Regions from separate parts of the Zea mays genome. Here region 1 is linked to region 2. The links are chromatin contacts, called in public Hi-C maps. All regions are on one chromosome and are shown on one strand. Each heading gives the region's core, a stretch centred on a gene start, on an enhancer-like site or on the middle of the called end of the contact. The rest is flanking DNA. Distances are from core to core; before and after follow the strand shown. Region 1 holds the start of LOC103627796 (WAT1-related protein). Region 2 holds the start of LOC103627791 (probable E3 ubiquitin-protein ligase RHC1A).

What was found. Hi-C and Micro-C count contacts between places; a contact is called where the count stands out from the background.
Region 1: a contact with region 2 is called in a Hi-C map of ear, with 1.8 times the contacts expected there. The contact joins the promoter of LOC103627796 here to the promoter of LOC103627791 in region 2. A contact is called at or near these places in 2 of 25 Hi-C or Micro-C datasets (ear and tassel).

Annotation. Positions count from the first base shown.
Region 1 is chr5:218,800,141-218,802,840 of Zm-B73-REFERENCE-NAM-5.0, reverse strand. LOC103627796 (WAT1-related protein) reads left to right here and starts at 1,344. Exons shown (of 5, transcript NM_001346921.1): 1 at 1,344-1,635; 2 at 2,380-2,442; 3 at 2,526-2,700. The coding sequence starts at 1,445.
Region 2 is chr5:218,649,045-218,651,744 of Zm-B73-REFERENCE-NAM-5.0, reverse strand. It overlaps LOC103627791 (probable E3 ubiquitin-protein ligase RHC1A), which reads right to left and starts at 1,359. Exons shown (of 3, transcript XM_008648092.4): 1 at 247-1,359; 2 at 2-78. The coding sequence starts at 1,174. The coding sequence ends at 41.

The DNA.
Region 1 (2,700 bases), core at 95-2,594, 150 kb before region 2:
GTAAAGTACAGAGAATATTCCTTTCGGGGATAGAATTTAGGGGACGCTGCTGGGGACAGCCTGAACACATAGAGGATGAGAATTTTCTCTAAAATTTAGGGTGCAGGGTCCTTTATAGAACCTGTTGGAACGGTCTAAAGGAGTCTTTAATAAGGCGATACTATTGAGCTGATCATGGAGAGTGGGTTCTTCATACATTGAAATACTATTGCACAAATTAAAGTATTGTGCACCATAGCGCCACATCGCACGTTGTGATATTCTTATACTAGACACGTATTTAGGAATTAGGATTAAATGAGAGGTATTTTAATTTCCAGGGATCAATATGGAACTGATGGCGACAAGGACAAGTACCAGTACCATATGTGTATATGTTTGTGTGAATACCCTGTACCTCGTTCACAATAATAAGCATCAGATATTTGTTTTGTTGCATTTGTTCATTGCTGCTTTGTTTCGGCAGAACCTTCAATTCGGCTTCAGAATTAAACCCGATCGATGACCGAAGAGAATCTGAATAAAATTTGTGTGGCGGCATACCCAGCATCGATCGATTCCACATCTTGTCACGTGATTCGTAACATGCATGTTCCACATTTGCTGTCCCTACTCAGCTCGTGGCGATGCTGACGACATGCACTACGCCAAAGCGAAGCAGGTCCGCGCGTCCGCAGCAGGCGCGCTGCGCGACGCCCCCCTCCCCCTTGTCCTGTAGCATGCATGCGCGCCATGGCCGCAGCGGCTCCCATGCCAGGTGCTCCACACGGAGGTCCGTTTCTCTCTCCCCCTCGATCTGGCGTGCGTTTGACTGCTCTCCAAATACTGTTTACGTGGGCTCACTTCCAATTGTTAGTAGATGAAAAAATTATAGTAAATGAAAAATATACATAGAAAATGATATTTTTAGTTGTAGTGAGGTATAGGAAAAGTATTTAAAAAGACCGATGCGGAAGATGAAAAAATAGGAGATGGGATGCTGATGATATGACCCAAAAAAGTGATCTAGAAGAAAAAATTTAAGGCTAAGCTAACTCTCATAAGTGCCAGAGAGGCCCTGCATTTTCCGGGCCGGGCCGGGCCGGACCGGGCCGGGAAAAGCTGAAGTAGTAGTAGGATCGAGCAGCTTCTGCTTTCGCCGGAAGTGGAATATTAAACAAGGGGAACAATTAGCTAAGCCAGCACTGCGACAGACACACAACAGCCGGGTGCCGGTGACTCGGATCCATCAATGGCTGCACTTAGCTTGCTGGCATCGTCTCGGGATGTACATGTACGTACGTACAGCGGCGCGCGGCTATATAAATGGTTGGGTGACCTCGGCTGCCTCCTCACTGCCATAGCTAGCTACTAGCTGAGGACCTCGGTCGAGGTAGTATAGTTACTTATTAGCCATTAGCAGCTGGAACTTGTTGGAGGAGAGAGCTTAGCTTTGAGAGATAAAATGGGCGTGGGAAAAGTTCTGAACGACGTGAAGCCGTACCTGGCCATGGTCCTGCTGCAGGTAGGCTTCGCCGGGATGTACATCGTGGCCGTGGCCTCGCTCAAGCGCGGGATGAGCCACTTCGTCCTCGTCGTGTACCGTAACCTCTGCGCCACCGCCGTCATGGCGCCATTCGCGCTCTGGTTCGAGAGGTAACAATATATATAATTAATCATGTCGCTCCGATCCTCACTAGTCGTTTTTCTCTCCCCTCCATATAGGTCACTGAAAACACTATTTTAGACTATATTACTGTTCCTACAGTAAAGTTTGAATATGAAAATGAGGATAGATAAGCTGATTGAGATAGCCTTAGGTCGTGCCCATGCATGATTCATCCTAGGCAGACACGTACGTACGATTCTCTGCTTGCACAAGCATTACCATCGATCGATCGACGCTCACTTCCATGTTGCAACTGATGTCTGACGATGAAGCTACGTACATATGCCGATGCATGCTTGCACTCGCATTCAGTATATATACATTCAGTATATATTCGTCCATTGCAGTTCGTTGTCATCAGCCACTCGTCGAATCTAGCTACGAGTACATATACTACTTACTTCGGATCAGTTCATAAGACATTCTCGGTCTGCCAAAGCCCGCGACGTAGCATTTTTCACTGGTCGCTTTCAGCAAATATATATATGGTGCATGCTCCACGACTAAGCTAGCTAGCACTTGCGGATCCTAATCAATCTGGAAAAAAGCAGCTAGCACGCCTATTCTATTCCGTACCTGCATGCATCCAGAGCAAATTAAAAAGTTTCCCACAGCTCGTTGTCATCATCTGTTGTTAAATCAAAATGATGCATGCTTACTCCCAAGTAGTAGCTGATCTCTGCTAATTGTTTCTTGTTCTCCCATTAATGCAACGTACGTACGTGGTGCAGGAACGCGAGGCCAAGGATGACCATCACCATCTTCCTCAAGATAATGGGGCTCGCCATGCTCGAGTACGTACAAATTAATAATAGACTTATGCATGCATGCATGCATGATGTCTCTGATCTGATGTCGTTCCCGCATGTGCATGCAGACCGGTGCTGGACCAGAACCTCTACTACATGGGGGCGAACCTGACCTCGGCCGGCTTCGCGTCGGCGCTCATAAACATCCTCCCGGCCGTCACGTTCGTCATGGCCCTGGTCCTGCGCATGGAGAAGGTGCGGCTGCGGAGCGTGCACAGCCAGGCCAAGATCGCGGGCACGGTC
Region 2 (2,700 bases), core at 110-2,609:
CTGGGTAGGATGCGCGTTCTTCTCTGGAAACACATGTCGTCTATATGAGAAACAGAGAGCGCCACCAAGCGTAGAATGCTGAAAGCAAATGATAGATGAGAAACGGCTTAGAAAACGCGAAGTTGATGAAACACATGTCGTCTTCGTACATCGCCCAGTTTCTTTTTTTTATTCAGACCAAGAACGAGAAGAAGAAAACGCAGGTTGCCACAAGAACAAAGGACTGGAGGGCCGTCATGTCATTACCGCCGGCGTCGGCCGCGTCGTGCCTGCCGCGCCGCCCGTGCTCCCACGCGTCGTCGGGGTCGTCCATCCCGTGCGGTGGGAACAGCCACGAGAACGGCCCCCACCGCACCAACGTCGGGGGCTCTCTCCCCCTCTCCCCGTTCCTGCTGTTCCTGTCGCCGTCGCTTCCGCCGCGAGGTGCGGCCTGGCTGCCGCCGTTGGACGTGGACCCGGCTCCCGGCAGCTGGTACCGGCAGACCGGGCAGGAGTTGTGCAGGCGGAGCCACGGCACGATGCAGTCGGAGTGGTAGACGTGCTTGCACGGCAGCTGCCGCGCGGCCTCCCCGAGCTCGAAGTCCTCCTTGCACACGGGGCACTGCGAGCCGTCCGACAGGTGTGCCCCGGTGATCCGCACCGTCGGGAGCGAGTCGATGGCCGACGGCGGCGCCGGCGCCGGCCCCGGCCGGTCGTTCTGCGTCAGCTCCTCGATGAGGTTGTTCAGGTTCGGCCCCGTGAAGTAGTTCCCGAGGTCGACGGCCGGGGCCGTGGTCGGCCGCCGCAGTACCGGCGGCGGCGGCGGCGGGGAGGGCACGCGCCGTCGAACCGGCGCCGGCGCAGGAGCAGGATGCGTGGCAGGTCCCTGCGCCGGCGCAGCAGGCTGGCGGAACGCGCGGCCTGGTACCGTCGTCGCCGGCTCCCCGCCGTATATGACCCAGCGGCGCGGGTGGCCGTCGTGCTGGCGCTGCGGGTGGAACGGGTGCGGCAGAAAGTGCGGCGGCGGGAACGCGGGGCGCGCCGGCAGGTCGATCTCGTGGAGGAAGCGGCCGAAGCAGCGCGGGCAGAAGACGTCGGTGGACGGGTAGGAGATGATGCGGAGCGCGCGGCCGCACTGGTAGCACCAGTACATGCGGCACGTCCGGTGGCGCACGGGCGCCGTCGTCGCCGACATCGGCGAGGCGGTGGTTGCGGTTCCTTGCGTCGGGTTGGTTTGATGGTGCCTGGCTGCCTGCCTCGATCGGCAGCTGTAGCTCTCGGAGGAGGAGGATGGAATTGTGCATGAGACGACGCTGGTTTTAAAGCAAATGCAGGCTTGGTTGTTTGGGGCGCGGAAATTGACGCACGGGTGGCAAAGGATGGCTTTGCGGGTGGATGAAAGCGATTCTGCGGCGAGCTGAGCTGAGCTGAGGTGAGTTCGTAGGGGGCGTGCGGTGTTCGGCGACGGTGACTTGTGCGTGGCGCCAAAGCGCGGGTTGCTTGCCGGCCAGGAGGTGATGGAGGCGGCCAGCGTATAGATCTCCAAATGTGCAGCTGGGCACGACACGGCCCATGCACGCTTGGAGTTTGGACTATGTCGTGTGTGCTCAGTCATGGTATGACAAGGCTTAAACTGTCCGGATCATATACAATAAGCTGTAGGTTCGTCTGAGAGTAGATGCCTTTATTCAAATTCGATGTTAAAAGTTTAAACCACAAACCGTATTGTTAAAATATATTGAGTCTAGATCTTACAAAAACGTTCAAATATAGATGGGATTGTCCACGCCATTTAAAATATTTAAAATTTTAAGCACTAGCTTGTCCGCATCACTAAAATCACCAAGACCTAGTAGTGTGTATCTGTCGGTTGTAATCACACCCCTCCGAGGGTGTACAATTTCTTTGGGAAACCTTCTTTATCTTACTAGGTACGTGCTCGTGCGTTGCTACGGTTTCCATTTATTGCATAGGTAGACCTTGTCAAATAAATTTTAGAGAGGTCAATTCAACTTTAGTTGAACATATTGATCTTTTCAATGATCCAAAGCTGAACACTCATAGAGTACAGAACATTTATAGCTTTACATGTTCTCTTTCTCTCTAAAACCAACACTACATGATGTTGAACTGATGATGCGCCTCACAACGATGGCTAATGCGTTGAAGAATTCTCATCTTTGTTGCCATCTCAGGTTCTCAATAGCATTTTTTTTCTCTGACGAGGAAATCAACATGTCATCAATTCTTAGCCTTCCTACCTCTCTTAGCAAGTTGGGCTTTCATCGTGCCCTTTTTAAGACCCTTTTCTACAACCTTCACCTTCTTCGGTGCCTTCCCCTACATGTCACGTGAAACATATTGGATTCCCCATCAGGTGCACTATGATGTTGCAACAAGCATTGATCTGAGCAAAGAAAAAAATTATTTCGATCAAAAATTAAATTATTCTAAATACTAAGGAAAATGCTCCAAGCAAAGAGAAATGTTCCGAGAAAGAAAAAAGTTATAACCAAAAAACTAAAATTGTTCTAATCACCAGAATTGATCAAGGAAATTTTTTGATGAAGCAAAGAATATTTGAGCATCAATAGTAAATTTGCAAGCAATAAAAGATTTTATGACAAAGACACAAGTGTCCGGATGAAAATAAAATGTTCCATGGAATCAAAGATAATTATTGGAGCCAACTCACATATGTAGTGATCATATGTGCCAAAA